2 separate regions of the Sus scrofa genome follow, and region 2 is linked to region 1. The links are chromatin contacts, called in public Hi-C maps. All regions are on one chromosome and are shown on one strand. Each heading gives the region's core, a stretch centred on a gene start, on an enhancer-like site or on the middle of the called end of the contact. The rest is flanking DNA. Distances are from core to core; before and after follow the strand shown. Region 1 holds the start of SLC44A1 (choline transporter-like protein 1). Region 2 overlaps SLC44A1 (choline transporter-like protein 1).

The links. A called contact is a pair of places that touch in the nucleus more often than the background predicts.
Region 2: a Hi-C map of liver shows a contact between it and region 1, with 3 times the contacts expected there. The contact joins the enhancer-like site here to the promoter of SLC44A1 in region 1. A contact is called at or near these places in 3 of 5 promoter capture datasets (fetal liver, liver and skeletal muscle), 2 of 47 Hi-C or Micro-C datasets (embryonic fibroblasts and liver) and 1 of 2 datasets of contacts at active chromatin or transcription factors (skeletal muscle).

Annotation. Positions count from the first base shown.
Region 1 is chr1:246,545,281-246,552,857 of Sscrofa11.1, reverse strand. SLC44A1 (choline transporter-like protein 1) reads right to left here and starts at 4,317. Exons shown (of 16, transcript XM_021067056.1): 1 at 4,064-4,317. The coding sequence starts at 4,099.
Region 2 is chr1:246,716,894-246,724,470 of Sscrofa11.1, reverse strand. All of the region lies in intron 15 of SLC44A1 (choline transporter-like protein 1), which reads right to left. Among named protein-coding and RNA genes, the nearest start is that of FSD1L, 47 kb to the left of the region's middle. Within about 2 kb of position 4,355, at least 7 of the 83 cell types and tissues checked have an H3K27ac peak or open chromatin away from gene starts, as enhancers often do. A contact at or near this core is called in liver, where this site is marked.

The DNA.
Region 1 (7,577 bases), core at 3,068-5,567:
ACCAGGAGACTACAGTACTATTAAAATTTTGTTACAGAAGAGTTAACATACTCAAAAGTTAACCAGTATTTGTGAACCAATTGATTGTTTTTCACTACTCCCAAGACAAGATATAAGAGCTAGAAAAATACAGTTAAATATATAGCTCTCAATTTGAAGACATGGACAAGAACACAGACAAGAACAATCTCTCCTAATGTCAGAGAGATGAGGGGTTTGTTCAACCATAAAGATTCTCCTCCTTCCCTCTCACAATTTCTAAGGTTAGAACCAAAGGACACAGAACTACAGAACACTTGCGAAATCTCCAAAGCACTGCTGTGAGAAATAATGATCTAGCCATTAACGACAAAGACTTTAGGCAATTTGCTAAGTAATCTTTCAAAAGCCTCCTTCATTCAAACTGGTTTGTCAATGGCAAAGAACATTTCATAAATCTGAAGATTTACAAGTGAACTTTGAAGTTTAACATTATAAAAATAGAAATTATGTCAGGTTATAACAGAACAAACGAATTATGGAGAGTTGGGAATAAATTTTAAGAGTCTTAGGGAGGATTAGTGCTGTAAAAAGAAACTCAAGACTATCTCACTTTTATGTTCCCTTCAAAGAGATTTTTAGGCAAAGGCTACCATGTACTGGCTTGTTTTGAGCAATCACTAATAGTAGCAAGTAACTTGTAGTGGTCACTAATAAAAAAAAAAAACATAATTAAGAATTCTATAAGCATCCTATTAATATATCTAAGAGTTCTTAAGATTCTCAGATACACATATCTGATACAGCAAAAATAATTTCCCCAATAATTTCCTCCTTCAACAATGAAATACTAGTATAGAATGTGACACTGTTCTTTTATCTAAATCCAAAAACAGGATAATTATTTTGATGGCAAATTATGATATCCAGACACTGCCAAGAAAGTGAAAATAATACCAGGACTATAAGAGATGAAACAGTTTGGAAGACAATAAACTCTTTTATGAGAGTCTACAATATAGCAAGAGACTATGAGGGAAAATAAATTGTATTTCAAAAGTGAATCCCTACTACAAAAAGGAAACACACTATATTTACATTGATAAAACATACCAGGGCTTTAAAGTTGCTGACGATACCACTGAGAAAGGCTAAGCTAAACTGCAGATTACCTCAAAGCACATTGTTTTGATGTGCTGTGCAGGTTATCATTACAGTTTGTAGAAAAGCTCTTTTAAGATGTTATAGCCACTGCTCCAACTAAAATATAAGCACTGAGCAGAGCACCAGAAGAAAAAACCTGCTCAATTTTGCAAACTGATGGTACCCCTGACAGAATTAGAAGCAATGTGGGAAAGGCAGATGATTTTTAAATTAAACAGTTCAAATTTTTAAACTAAACAGTTCTTAGAAGAGGATGGGCTTGGTGGAGTTAGTCAACCAGCTCTTGGAAGAGAAACAGCACATGGTTCAGGGCTGGATTCACAGTCAATGGTACTTGCCAACTAGATGTTGGAATCTGTGTTATCTATATATTCTGTGACTACTGAGCAACTATTATGTACAAGGTATAGTGAGGCACTGCAATGGATACAAAGATGTAGAAAACCAAAACAGTTCCCATATTCAAAAAGCTTACAATCCAAGAGAAGGGATGAAAGAAACATTCAGGTTAAAAATACAATAGAGGCCTCTAAGAGAAGTTCTAAGTGATGTGGAGGTTCGCAAATAGAGAAGATGTGCAGCTGCATCCTTATTTTGTTTCAACACAACACATACAGATACTATATTATCCTAACTGGTAATGCTCCTGAAAGGAACATTAAAATGCAGCAGATTGGTAACATCTCACAAACGAAAAATGATGCCAAAATTTTAAATAAGAAAAAGAAAAAAATGATGACCAGCTCTTTGGCACAAAACCTGCTCCTCAATGCTCCATTGAACACTACAAGTCCCTAAAGCTGAACTTAAAGGCATGTGACAGCTGTTGATTGGTTATAGGAATTCACAGGGAAAAAAAAAAAAATGCACCCCTGGGGGTGCATGACATGCATCTCGTCGGAAGAACATGGCATGAAGGAAACAGTTGCTGCAACAGGAAGAAAAAGCAAGGAAAATATGTGTGACAGCATTCTGAAAAGTAAGACATGGAGCTACTCAAATGCAAGACATGTTATTAAAGCAGAGTTTTAACAGGTCCAACATCCACCCCTCTCAAATTTAATTGTTCCAAGAGGAAACAAGCCATCCATAAACTATCCAATATTTTCCTGTCTTAAAACATTTCACCACCAAAAAAGGATGCAAAGTAACCTAGTTCTTAAAAGAAAGGCAACAGGAAAGCCACCTTTTTGTTGAAAATAATATTTAAGAAAATACACTTAACGTGATTCCTCCTACTTCCCCCAAACGCCTAACCAATTGAAAGGTATTGTGTGATTTCACACCTTTATCTGTTAACATGAAAACCGTGGTCTATCGACCCTTGGTAACACTAGTATATATAGTTTTTCTTTGTTATTCTAACTGAACAGGAAGGTTTAACTAAAGCAATCCGTCTGACTGTGATCCTAGTAGGGAAAGAAAAAAAAAAAGCACACGAGTAAGCAAACACCCAAAAAAGAAATGGACAAATAGGATGGATACTTAATAAAGCATAAATGTCCTCTGCAATTCTAGTCATTCTCTCTCTAACAGATCTCAGATTTTCGAAACAAGTATGCAGGTTATTTAAAACTGAGTTATATATAGTCATTTAGCAGCAGCAAAACACTTCTGGCATTATCACAGATGCCAGATCTCTGAAGGAATTATTTTCCCAAACTAGCATTTTTCTTCACCAAGAACCGACCCTCCTTTATTTCTAAAAACAAGAGCCCTTGTCTCCCCCCAAAACAAACAAATCAAAGACCACAGTTAAATTCTACGCTAATGAAACTGTGAGATTACATCCCAGGCGTTGTCAGAGCCTATTTTTCATACACCACCACCAGACAGTTTGATGCAGTATTCCTGATTGCTTTTTATCGTATTTGTAAATACACTCACTAATCCACTAAATTAGGTAATTTACAAACAGGTCCTCTCAGTTATTAGTGGCCATCAGTCAAGTCCTATTACATTTGATCCTTATACAGTTGTCTAAACATTTCTGTCCAGGTTAAGGGCTCGGATTGGCGAGAGGGAGGTTAGCGAAATTTGGATGGGGGCAGGGTGGAAGCTGGGAGAAATCTCTGCATCTCAGCCCTCAGCGACAACATTCAGCCAGTGCCCACAGAAAAACTAAATTCGGCACCTCTTTCTCCTGTTACACTGGCAACAAAGAGGGAGTTTCCGTAACGCTCCCGTCACCCACCAGGTGCCCAATCTCCTTCCCTACCCAGTCCCAGCGCTCCCGCAGGGGCCTCGGTTTACGAAGAGGCCGCGGTGCCCGGGGTCAAGGCACAAAGGGGGGATGGGGTAGGAGGCAAGCGACTAGAATTGGGAAAGCGGATCGAAGAAGGGCTCCGGGACTCGCTTAAACACTTGAACCCGGACGGGGGGCGCTGGCAAGAGAAAGGGGACACAATATCGAATAGAGCAGAAACTGTAATAAGGTGGGAAAGGGGTAAACAGCCCATACTGGGGGTACTCCTCCAGGAAGCACAGAAAATAGTCAGTGGATGGGGCGAGGGAAGTCTCCAAGGAGGTGGGAAGAGAGGAGCCAGGCCCACAAGACGAAGGAAGGGGTGCCACCTGGGGCAGAGAGCAGGCGCCCTTGTTGCCAGTACCTGCAGGCTGGCGGGACGGGGCCGCTCAGGTGTGACTGGGAGGAGGCTGCCAAGTCGGAAAGGGGCCGGGCAGAGCTAGAGGCGCCCTGGGGGCCGCGCAGAGGCGCCTGCGAGTCAGCAGCCTCGGGAGCCAGCGCGGGGGCATCTGCGGGACAGAGGGAGGCAGGAGAGGGAGGCGGAGGTGGGGGTCTCTGGAGTGCACCGTGGGCCGAAGGGAGGCTTGCGGGTAGTGGGAGGCAGCGGGCGCCCGCGGCGCAACGCGGTGCGGGAGAGGCATCCGGGCGGGCGGCCGGGAGGCGGGAGCCCCTCACCTGCGCGGCTGAGGAGGCGGAGCTGCAGCAGCCCATGGCGGGGCCGGAGGAGCCCGGAGGCGGCGCCGGGCGCGCAGCTACGCCCCGGAGCCCCTCGGCATGCGAGCCGGCGGGCGCCCGGGGAGGGCGCGGCCTGGCCCCGCACTGCTCGGCGGTGGCGGCGGCTGCTCGGGCGGCGGCAGGTACTCAGGAGGCGGCGCGACTCGGGGCAGGCGCCGGCCACATCCCCCGGCGGCGGCGGTGGTGGCTGCGTGGCTCCTGCTCCGCTCCTGCTGCTGCAGCTGCTCCCCAGCGGAAAGGGGCGGGCGGCGGCGGCGACGGCGCCTCCCCCTGTCCCCCGCCTCCCGCCTCCCGCGCCCAGTCCCTCTCCCGCTCCCTCTCCCGGGCAGCCGCCTCCTCAGCGCCGCTCGCGTCTCCCATCAGACTCCCCGCCCCCAGTGCAGCGCCGCGCGGGCGGCCGGGCGGCTGCGGCCAAAACGAGGCCGGGCCCTTCAGCGCGCGTCGGAGCCTGCGCGGTGCCGAGCCCATTTAACTGTGGCACCGAGGCAGAGCGCTACCTCAGGGCAAGAGGGCGCCTGAGGCTGGGGCGCCCGAGAGTTGAGCAGGCTCGCTGCTGAAATGGGGCCGGGTTGCTTCCGGAGGCATGGGCGAGGCGCGCAACCCGAGGGGTGGCTGATGTTAATCCAGAGGAAAAGGTACACGATAAATCCCTGGAGAAGGAGTAGATGATAGAAGACGAGGATCATCTGTTGCTACTCGCCCCATTTTGCTGATGTGGAAACTGAGCCTTGAAGGGCACCGAGAGCCTAAGGGAACTCACTCAAGGTCGAACTTCTTATAAACAGCTGAAAATAGGGAAAGGGCAGAAAGTTCTCCAGGTCTTTCAATTCAGAGACATATCGGATCTGAAGGATAGATACTTTTTGTGCAGAATAGACCACAAATACAATAAACGAGTATTAATTCATTGTATTAAGACATATATATGCTGAGGGTATACTAAATTACAGTAGTTTATAGGCACTAAGAATAAAAAGGTGAACAAAAGAGCCAACGCTTCTGCTGTCCCCATTGCTACATACATACGCAATGCATTATCGACAGAGTAGGCGTGGTCACCACCTTCAAGAAATTTACAACCCTAAGTCGCTGAGAAATGGTATGAGATGAAAACAGCTAAAATGTAGCAGGAATAAAACCAAAAATCATGCTTAATATTAAGAGAACCACTTACAAGGCACTATTACAAGTCCTTTACATGTTTCCTTAAAGACAATCAGAAAAGAAAAAAAAAAGTTTGCAAATGAAAGGCATGAAGTTTTAAAGACTACTCAGGGAGTTCCCTTTGTGGCATAGCAGAAACAAATACGACTAGTATCAATGAGGTTGCAAGTTCGATGCCTGGCCTCAATCGATGCCTGGCCTCAATCAGCGGGTTAAGGAGCGTCGCTGTGCTCGGATCCTACTTGCTGTGGCTCTGAAATAGACTGGCAGCTAAAACTCCTATTCACAGTCTAGCCTGGGAACTTCCATATGCCTCTCCAGCTGCCCTAAAAAAAAGAAGAAAAGAACAAAAAAGACTACTCAAAGTCTGGGGTGGGGGGAAATAGCACAGAAGTAAATTGACTTTATGTGCCTTGAAAGGGAAAGCAAAGTCACAATGGGAACCTGGGGACAGCCAAAGAAAAAGCCAAAGAATTTCCAGTTGTGTGTTTCAATTTCTTGGGTCTGTGACCAGAATATGTCACTTCTCTTAGCCTCTTTCTCCGCTTCTGTGAAAAACAGATAATAAGGTTAACCAGGAAGAGTGGGTGTCAAGATTAAACAATATATGAAGTTCTCTGGTGGCTTAGTGGGTTAAGGAACCCACATTGTCACTGCTATGACTTGGGTCACTGCTGTGGCGTTGGTTGGATGCCTGGCCCAAGAACTTCTGCACATGGAGGGCACAGCCAAAAAATAAATAAATAAAATAAAATAAAGATTAAATAATAAATGAAAGTAACTAGTAGAATAGTAAGGATTCATTAAGTACTGCTTGAGATCATTAATTCTTCCCCTGTATTCTCCCTGTGTTCCTTTACAATTTGATCAGAGGGTTCACCATACCACTGGGCTGGTGAATCCTAAGTATGTTACCAATAACCATTAGGCCATTAATGGCTCTGGTCCCAATTCTGATTGTAAACTCCACCATTAGATTGTAAACTCCCTGAGAACAAGGAAAAGCATTTTCTCCTTTGTATCTGTCTCAGCTCTTTCAAATGTTTGTTGAATTATTCAATACACCAGAAATAAAAAAACCTTCCCTTGAGATTTTTCCCTCAAAGCCTCAAAGTACATCTTGTTTTTAACTGAGGGAGGAGGCTGAAAGTAAAATTACAGTCTTAAACAAGAAGCCATCTGTCTTCCCTCTTTATAATCAAGGAAAGGGGAGTTGTTTCTCTTAGCAGAGTCAATATGGGAGCATTTCTCTCAGATTATAAAAATCTTCTTGGCTAGTGTAGTTATTCTATGTAGTAGCTAGTACTTATTTTGTAATTAGAACTGCAGAAGCAGATAACAGACTGTGGCGGTGCTTCAGGGGAAAAAAAAAGCATTTCATTTTTTTGGAGGTCTCTTTCCTAGACGTGGATGCTGAATGAATGTAACTGAAAGGGCACACATTCTGTTGCACTTGACTGATCTGAACTCATTTTCTCTTTAAGGGTTAAAGGAACTAAGAGTTCTAAGGTTCTGCTAGGCGCTTTGTAAATATACTAATTATGTATGTATGCACCATGTCTGCATATGAATGTGATGTTTTTAAGTTATACCTAAGTCTTTAGCATGAGAGAAACTAACAGCTCCTGAATTGATATTCTGTACCTGAATTGATATTCTGTACCTTCTAAGAATGAGTCTCTTTCCCATCCTTCTCATACCCAAAGAAGCCTCATAAAAGGAATGATTTAGAGGGGGCAAAAAAGCTGTTCCTTTTCACTTTTTCTCATAAACAAGCACACACAGCATTCAATGAAATTAAACTACAGCAAATTCAGAAATGACGAAAGGGGTTTTTTTTTTCTTTAGCTAGTGATCAGGGTACTGATCTTACCACCATGAGGTGTCATCAAGGCAAAGCCACTTGGGAAGGGCTTAGGTTAGTTTCTGTCTTTCTTTTGAGAAAAACTGTTTAAAAAAAAAAAAAAAAACTTATATGAGAACAGCTTCTGCACTAACCAGGATAAAATTATAAGGTCTATCAACCTTGGTTCTGCAGGGTAAAATCAGATCACCAGCTGAGCCAGCCAGAAATGCTTCCCAGTGGTCCAGTATTGTATAATTGGCCATGTGAATTCCAGGGTTTCCAACTTCAAATGGAGGGCTTGGTGCTGGTCACTCATGGAGGGAAAACATTGAACTAAGGGTCTTTCCAAGATTTTAATGAAGCCAGACTCAGTGTTCACATGATTTCAGGTTTGGGATAACAGAAATATAAATACATATATATGTGTATATGTCTATAACTACT
Region 2 (7,577 bases), core at 3,106-5,605, 170 kb before region 1:
AAATCAGAGCTGTAGCTGCTGGCCTACGCCACAGCCACAGCAATGTGGGATCCGAGCTGTGACCTACACCACTGCTCTCGGCAACACCAGATCCCAGACCCAGTGAGTGAGGCCAGGGATTGAATCGGCATCCTCATGGATACTAGTTGGATTTGTCTGCTGCACCACAGTGGGAACTCCCAGAGCATGTCTAAATTCTTGATCCATTTTAAAGAAGACAACATTTCACATTATTTCTTTTTTTTTTTTTTTTTTTTGTCTTTTGTCTTTATTGTTGTTGTTGTTGTTGTTATTGTTGCTATTTCTTGGGCTGCTCCCGCGGCATATGGAGGTTCCCAGGCTAGGGGTTGAATCGGAGCTGTAGCCACCGGCCTACGCCAGAGCCACAGCAACGCGGGATCCGAGCCGCGTCTGCAACCTACACCACAGCTCACGGCAACGCCGGATCGTTAACCCACTGAGCAAGGGCAGGGATCGAACCCGCAACCTCATGGTTCCTAGTCGGATTCGTTAACCACTGCGCCACGACGGGAACTCCTATTTCATTTTTTGGTGGTGACATTATTGGCATGTTTAATGTCAAAAAAAAAAAAAAGAAAATAGACAACTTCAGATGACTCAGAGTCATAAATAGAACCAATGCATATGTCAAAGATTGGGCAATGATTATTTACTTGTAGTTTTAAAAAACATTTCATTTATAATGATTCTCCTCTTTAACCAAACCTTTCAATTAACCGATCAACGACCAGTGCCTACAGAATTGGTTAAGAGCTTTAAATGACCTTCAGTCATTTACAAATATATAAAAATATTGATTTTACATAAATGAGGTTATGCTATAAATACTGCTTTATCTCCTTGTGCATTGACTATACTATAGACATTACTCCAAGTCATTAAAGATTCCTTTTTTAATGACTGCCCAGTCCCTTCTGTAACATTTCATTAGACATTTAAAACTATATACCATTAGTGGATACACACTACTATATACAAAATAAATACGGACCTATGGTATAGCACAGGGAACTATATTCAATATCATATATATATATATATAAAACTGAATCACTTTGTTGTATATTTAAAACACTATAAATCAATTTTACTTCAATAAAAAAATTTTTAAACTACTAAGATGAAAAAAAATAAGAAGTATGTACCTTTCTTGATTTCCTCTTTGCAGGGCTGACAGAAAACTCGGAGTTTGATCTTATGCCCCGAATCTCCTTTTCTCAATTTTCACATGCCTATTTTTTTTTAAATTTAAATTTCTATGTTAAAATTCTTTTGGTTATAAGCTGTGAGAATCCCTTCTGGCAGACAGAAGGAGTAGACCAAACACAAACCCTTAATAACCTGTCTTGAAGTGTGAGGTTAGAGTATGAATTTGGTTGATTGAAAGCCGTTTTGTCTTTCCTTACTGTGACATCTCTAGTCTGACATACCTGGCCAGGATCTTTATAACTACTCAGAGAGCATTAAGTCTTGTAGTGAAATTGCTGATAAGTCCAGGAAATGGTCTAATAGCTTAGCTTTGCATCTTCTGGAATCCTAAATGTAACCTAGGCACACCTTCTAAAGTTATTTTTCTCAGGATTTGGACAGTAAGGGAGACCTACTATCAAATTAAAGGCACGAAGCATTACTTACTTTCATTGCTACTTGCCACGACTAAAAAAAAAAATAATAATGTGAAGAGACCTGGCCTCATGGGTTAGTTCCACAGCACCTGGTCAGAGATCTGAGGCCAAAGGGCCTCTTAGGACGCTAGCTTCTTTCTGAGCTACTTAACACCAGCTGAAGCTTTGAGCGCTATTTGAAGCTGAAATTTCAATCACAACTTATATATTATCCTAGAGTGTATAGGCAGTATGCCTCCTAAAAGAAACCCTCTAGATTTTTCTTTATTTTCTAAAATGTGAGGTTGAAATATAGATCATATTTTCATAGCCAAAGAGAGAGAATAGATTTCTCGGTACCTTTCAAATGTGAGGCTTTTCACTGGCTCTTTAATCACTAGGTGGTCTACAAGGACTTGTATAAATCTGCATCAGAACCACCCCCTAAAAAGAATTACCAGTCCAGATTCATTAACTTTCTTCAGTATTTCAAACACTTGGCATATTTGAGGACTTCTCACAAATCTTCCATAGCAGCTTCTTTGGGGAGGGTGGTACAGATGAACCACTAAGGCTATGATCTGGACATGACTCATATTGTTCAGGGAAAGCCATCTTTATAGCAGCCTCTTGGGAAAAATCCAAAATTACAAAACAAATTGGAGATTTATTGGTACTGTAAAAGGCCTTCCACTTAAGAACTCCTCTTCCTCAGTCCCCAATATCATTTAAAAAAGGATTTGTTTTAAAGATTGATTTTTCCAAATTTTAATGGGGGCAGAACAACTGCCTAAATTATGGCACTCCGCAGTTTCACAACCTCACCAACAGCACAGATCCAGGCTTCAAGTTATGTACAGGGCACTGCATCAAGCACGGCGAGTGCTTTCCATAGTAAACTTTACCTAACAGGTTTTCCCATTCTGCCTGAGGACTGAATTCAGCTGCAACCTTAGCATTTACAGAGTGACTCAGACTCCAGCAAGGAAGCCTGGCCAGTCAGTGGATGAACTTTGTACTTTGGAAATTAGATTTTCTTTAGTACATTTATGATTCATGCTTCAAGGATCCTAGAACATGCTGAGAGATGCTGGAAAGAAAAAACTGGGAAATTCTAGGGCACCCTTGCTGCAGCATACTGACCCAGTTGGAAAACAAGATGCTGCCCGTGATCGCTTTCTATTGCAGAGCAGCAGAATATGCCACCCCAAAGTATAACTGCAGGAATTTAGGATGTGCCACCTCAAAAAAACAAAAACAAAAACAAAAACAAACAACCCTCCCAGACCCCCGCCACCGCTTTATTACATTGATTATTTTCAACTGTAGGCACTTGAAAAACGGCAAAGGCAGGGTGAGATATTCTCTGAACACTCCTTATCTCCCTAGACAAATCCTGAAAAAGAACAAAAATGTCATAAATCTCCTCAGAAGTGTCATTAACCAAGGGAGATTGACTCTTATCACAGGAAAAGAGACTAGAAACTAACACCACACCCAGACACACTTTGTCACAAACTATCATGCTGCCCATCGATTCTTCTAAGGACCCATTTATCTTTTCTAAAAATCATTTGCTCTCCCCTAAGAGGCCTCCATCCTCTTTCCCCTTTCCCTATTAAGATGTCATTTACGTTTGAATTCTAAGCCACCTAAAGGATCATTTTCCCCTGCGTATCTCCCACAGATACATGAGCTATACATGTTAATAAGCATCTGTGTTTTCCACTAGTTAACCTTCTATTACAGAGTCACAGCTAAGAACTCAGAAGGGTTGGGTGTAGGGGCAGGGGAGAACGACAATTCTTTTTCCTCCCCTACACTATTCAACACCACCCTGGGCATGGGAAAGTGTTACAACACAGTAGACAGTGACATTCTTTCCTATAAAATTTTATTTATTACATAAAAAATTCTATACATTTGTTAGACTAAAATACAATTTTCATTATAATTCTGGCAACTGAGTCAGTACACAGAAAACTTAGCATTAGATCAGCACTTTTTTTTTCTAGTTCATATTTCTGCACAAGGAAAACATTTCAAAGCTCCATTTCATATAGGCTCATTGTACTCTGACGTCGGATGGAATTCCATCCAATTCAGAGCTCTTGGAAGTTAATTTCCCAGCAAGACTTGATAACTCCAGAAAGTTAATTGCTTAATACACATATTTTTAAAGTCCTCTGAGAGTATAACACTCTGTAAAGTCTGTACTGTGTCAATAATGACAGTCACAAATACTACATACAGGGCTACGACCGTGTCTGTGGGGCATGTTCAAGCACCTACATGTTTGTTTCCCCACCTGAACACAGTGTAGTGATACTGTAACAAGGAAAAACTGAAAAATCATGCTAAGATAGAAGATCCCGAAGCAGGGAATTCATGGAAGGCTCAACTGTGATCCTACAGTTCGTAATGGACAAAGACAGGGACCAGTATAAAATTCATTTTGACACTATGAAATAGGATGCAAATGGCAAAACAAAACAAAAACAAAGACAAAAAAGGCATCAGATTGAGAAATATGCGGCACCACAACATACTTCTCATGCCGGATTATACAGCAGTGAGAAGTTGAAACACATTGATGGGTTTTTCTCTTTCTATCACCCCGTACACTGGGCTGGATCTGACCTTGGATGTAAGGCTCAGAGCCTGAGAGATGAATAGCAGGTCCCTTCGCATTGACTGACCTTTGAAACTTGGCTGCTTTATTCTAGGAGCCTATTCTGAACTTAGTTCAGAAAGGCTGTGCCAAAAAATAAAGTTGGACCTTTGGTCTTCAGAAGATATGCTCTTGTCTTTGGTTGTTTTCCCAGAGCCCCTGTCATTTTGCTAGGTGCCCTCCACACTTTTCTCCCCCCTTCTTGTTGTAACAAATCAAATCAGCTAACAACCCACTGAACTTCCTCCACTGGGTACAAGACCTATTAGAATCTGATCTATTGCATTCAATGGTCAAGAATGTTCTGAGACAGTATAGCTGAAATGTTATGGAGCCCCCAGTACCCTTTTCTAGGATGGAAGAAATCACGAGAACCTCAAAAGCAACATAATCTAATAGCACTAAGGCAACAGAATAGAAGAAAAGTAGCTTCCCTGCTGTGATATTTGGAAACCCAAACTAGCCAAAACCAGAGAGCCAAAAAGAAGTTCTGAGAACATATTACTAGAACCCAGAGGATGCAAGAAATTTACTCAATAGTCTCTGTCTCAAATCATCAGTCCCAAGGCTGTCCTATTATTGTTTCAGCCTGGTGAATTACCTAATACAATTTTTTGAAAAAAAAAAAAAAATCCCGACCTAAATGATCACTGTGGTAACTGAAGGAAGTGATCACATTTTCTGGGGGGGGCAGGATGGTCCTCAGGATGCTGGCAGGAAGTTCATTCCAGTCCTGGGCCCATTTATTTCTCAAGACTTCCTCTCAATGCTTACTTTACTCACGCAGAATGATTTAACACATATTCCTCAAAAAATAACTAATTCCAAATAATTTCCCAGCTGATGGGGTGGTTGGATCAGATTCATGTGTCAAAGGCAGTACATTCCCTTGAGGGCATACACTTTTATAACAAAAAACATTATCACAGGTAGATACTCACACTTACAACACTGTAAGTCAACTATACTCCCCCCCCCAATTTTTTTTTTTTTAATGTAGATACTTACACTGGATTTACTCTTTCCCACCAAATATGGGAACCTCCCCCTGTGGTCTCTCCCTTTGCCATTGTGGAAGGTTCAATCAGGCTTTTCTGGGGGCGTGGGGTGGGGAAGGGAGCTGATTTTTCTTTCTACTTTCTTCACCAGCCAAATATGGCATCTCTACTGCTTTCTTCAGCTTGAAAATGTAGGTAATCATTTGATGCCTGATTATAAGTCATGGCCCACTGGAATCAAACCTTAAAACAACTTCAAATTCTTTGAGAATGTTTGCCTACTTTTTCAAGGGCCCAGAGGACCCTCCGTATAGTTGCAGCACCCTTACCTAATAGTAAGGTATAAATGTGAAGAAATCCACATGCTCCCTATAGAAGGAAGGTGAGGTGAATGTGGGAAGAGGATGCACAGTCACACTGGCAGTGGTCCAAGGCTGCTCTGATGGTAACTGGAAAACACTCAAAACAACAAGAAACACCTGCCTGATTTATGCAGGGAGAACAACTTTTGAATCCCACCCTCACCCCCAGCATCTGCTCCTTCAACTTTCCACTCAGTTTTTGTCAACTATGGACTAAACTGAATTTGCTAATTTGCCATCATCTTGAAATGTTCCTGGTCATGCTGACTGATAAATTTTTAGATGGTAACCTACTGATGACACTATGCCACAGACATCATTACCTGAGTGACAGTAATAAAGGATCAAGTGTTTTTGATAGATGGATAATTACAGGGATTCCCTATTCATTTCTTCTTGGATTTTCTTGTTCCTTGTAAATAATTTGGTGCCTTGACAAAAATGTATCCCTGGACACACACATCCTCACACCTCCAAGGAAAGAAATGTTATCGTCTTGAAGATTCAGTGTTGACTGTCCTGTTTTTCATTCAGATTACTGTGGTTTCCTCTTCTTCTTCTTTTTTTTTTTAGTCTTTTTGCCTTTTCTGGGGCCACTCTCAGGGCACATGGAGGTTCCCAGGCTAGGGGTCTAATCGGACTTGCAGCCGTCAGCCTACACCACAGCCACAGCAACATGGGATCCGAGCCGCATCTGTGACTTACACACCACAGCTCATGGCAACGCTGGATCCCTAACCCACTGAGCAAGGCCAGGGATCGAACCCGCAACCTCATGGTTTCTAGTCGGATTCGTTAACCACTGAGCCATGATGGGAACTCCAGATTACTGTGGTTTCTATTTTCCAAGCTGGTACTAAATTGAAGTTGTCAAGTTTTGAAAAATGATTCTAGGTCTAAAGTTGGCAAGTATGATCTGAAAAGTATCTTCAATGGAGGCCTAAGCATGACTTCATTTCCAAATACACTATCAAACCAAATTTAGAGCAGCCTGAGTGGTGATCATTAGGCCCCATGGGGGATGGGGTTGGAGGCTGGCAGTCCAAGGGCCTTGAAATTCTACTGTTATTTTAAATTTTCATAGATAGGTTATGTGGTATAGAGAGAAAGATAGTTCACTGCTTTCATTAGTTTCTCAAATGGGCCCTTGTTGCCCTTAAAAGATTAAGAACCTGCTTTTGAATATCAAATATTAAATTCAGGTTTTAGCAAATAAAAGTTCAAGATTCCTAAAACATTTGGAAATTAGGACATTTTCATGCTCAGCTAGATCTTGACTAGACCATAGGTAACCTAAAAGTTTTATTATTCTGAATTTCCTGGTCTATGATGTTTAGTCCAGGTCTAGATTTCCTCAGAAAATCACTTAGGTTGTAAGACTGAGTATCAAAACAGAATAAAATAGCTTAATATTTGGGTCCCTACCAATTTCATGTCTTGCACAAGTTTATTAATGAATTCCTTTAGAAAATATCAAACTTAAATCCTGCTCACTTAATTTAGAAAAGTGAGAGCTGTTCATGTTGATATTGAAATGAAAAGCATCATTTGTCTTTTTTTACACATATAAAAATCAAGAAGATGAAGAGTATTTCCATAGAAAAGAAAGGTTTTCTACAGGAATTCTCAAGTTTAAAAAACCTAGCATTGATGTTTTTATAAGAAAGATATTTTCAAAGATTTAAAACTTGGATTAAAGTTTCGCTCAAGTTAAAACTTGGAGAATAAGAATTTGGCTCAAATTTATGAAATGTGAATGGGGGAAAGGGCGCTATTCAAAAATTTTAGGTGTATACAACATGTTTGATTTTTAATTTTGTTTTTCGTAAGTTTGCTAGTTTTATATTTTCTCTTGGCACATTCAAGGGCCCAGCTTTTTCACAGTTTGGGCTATGTGCCATTAAAAAGATGAGCTAATTCT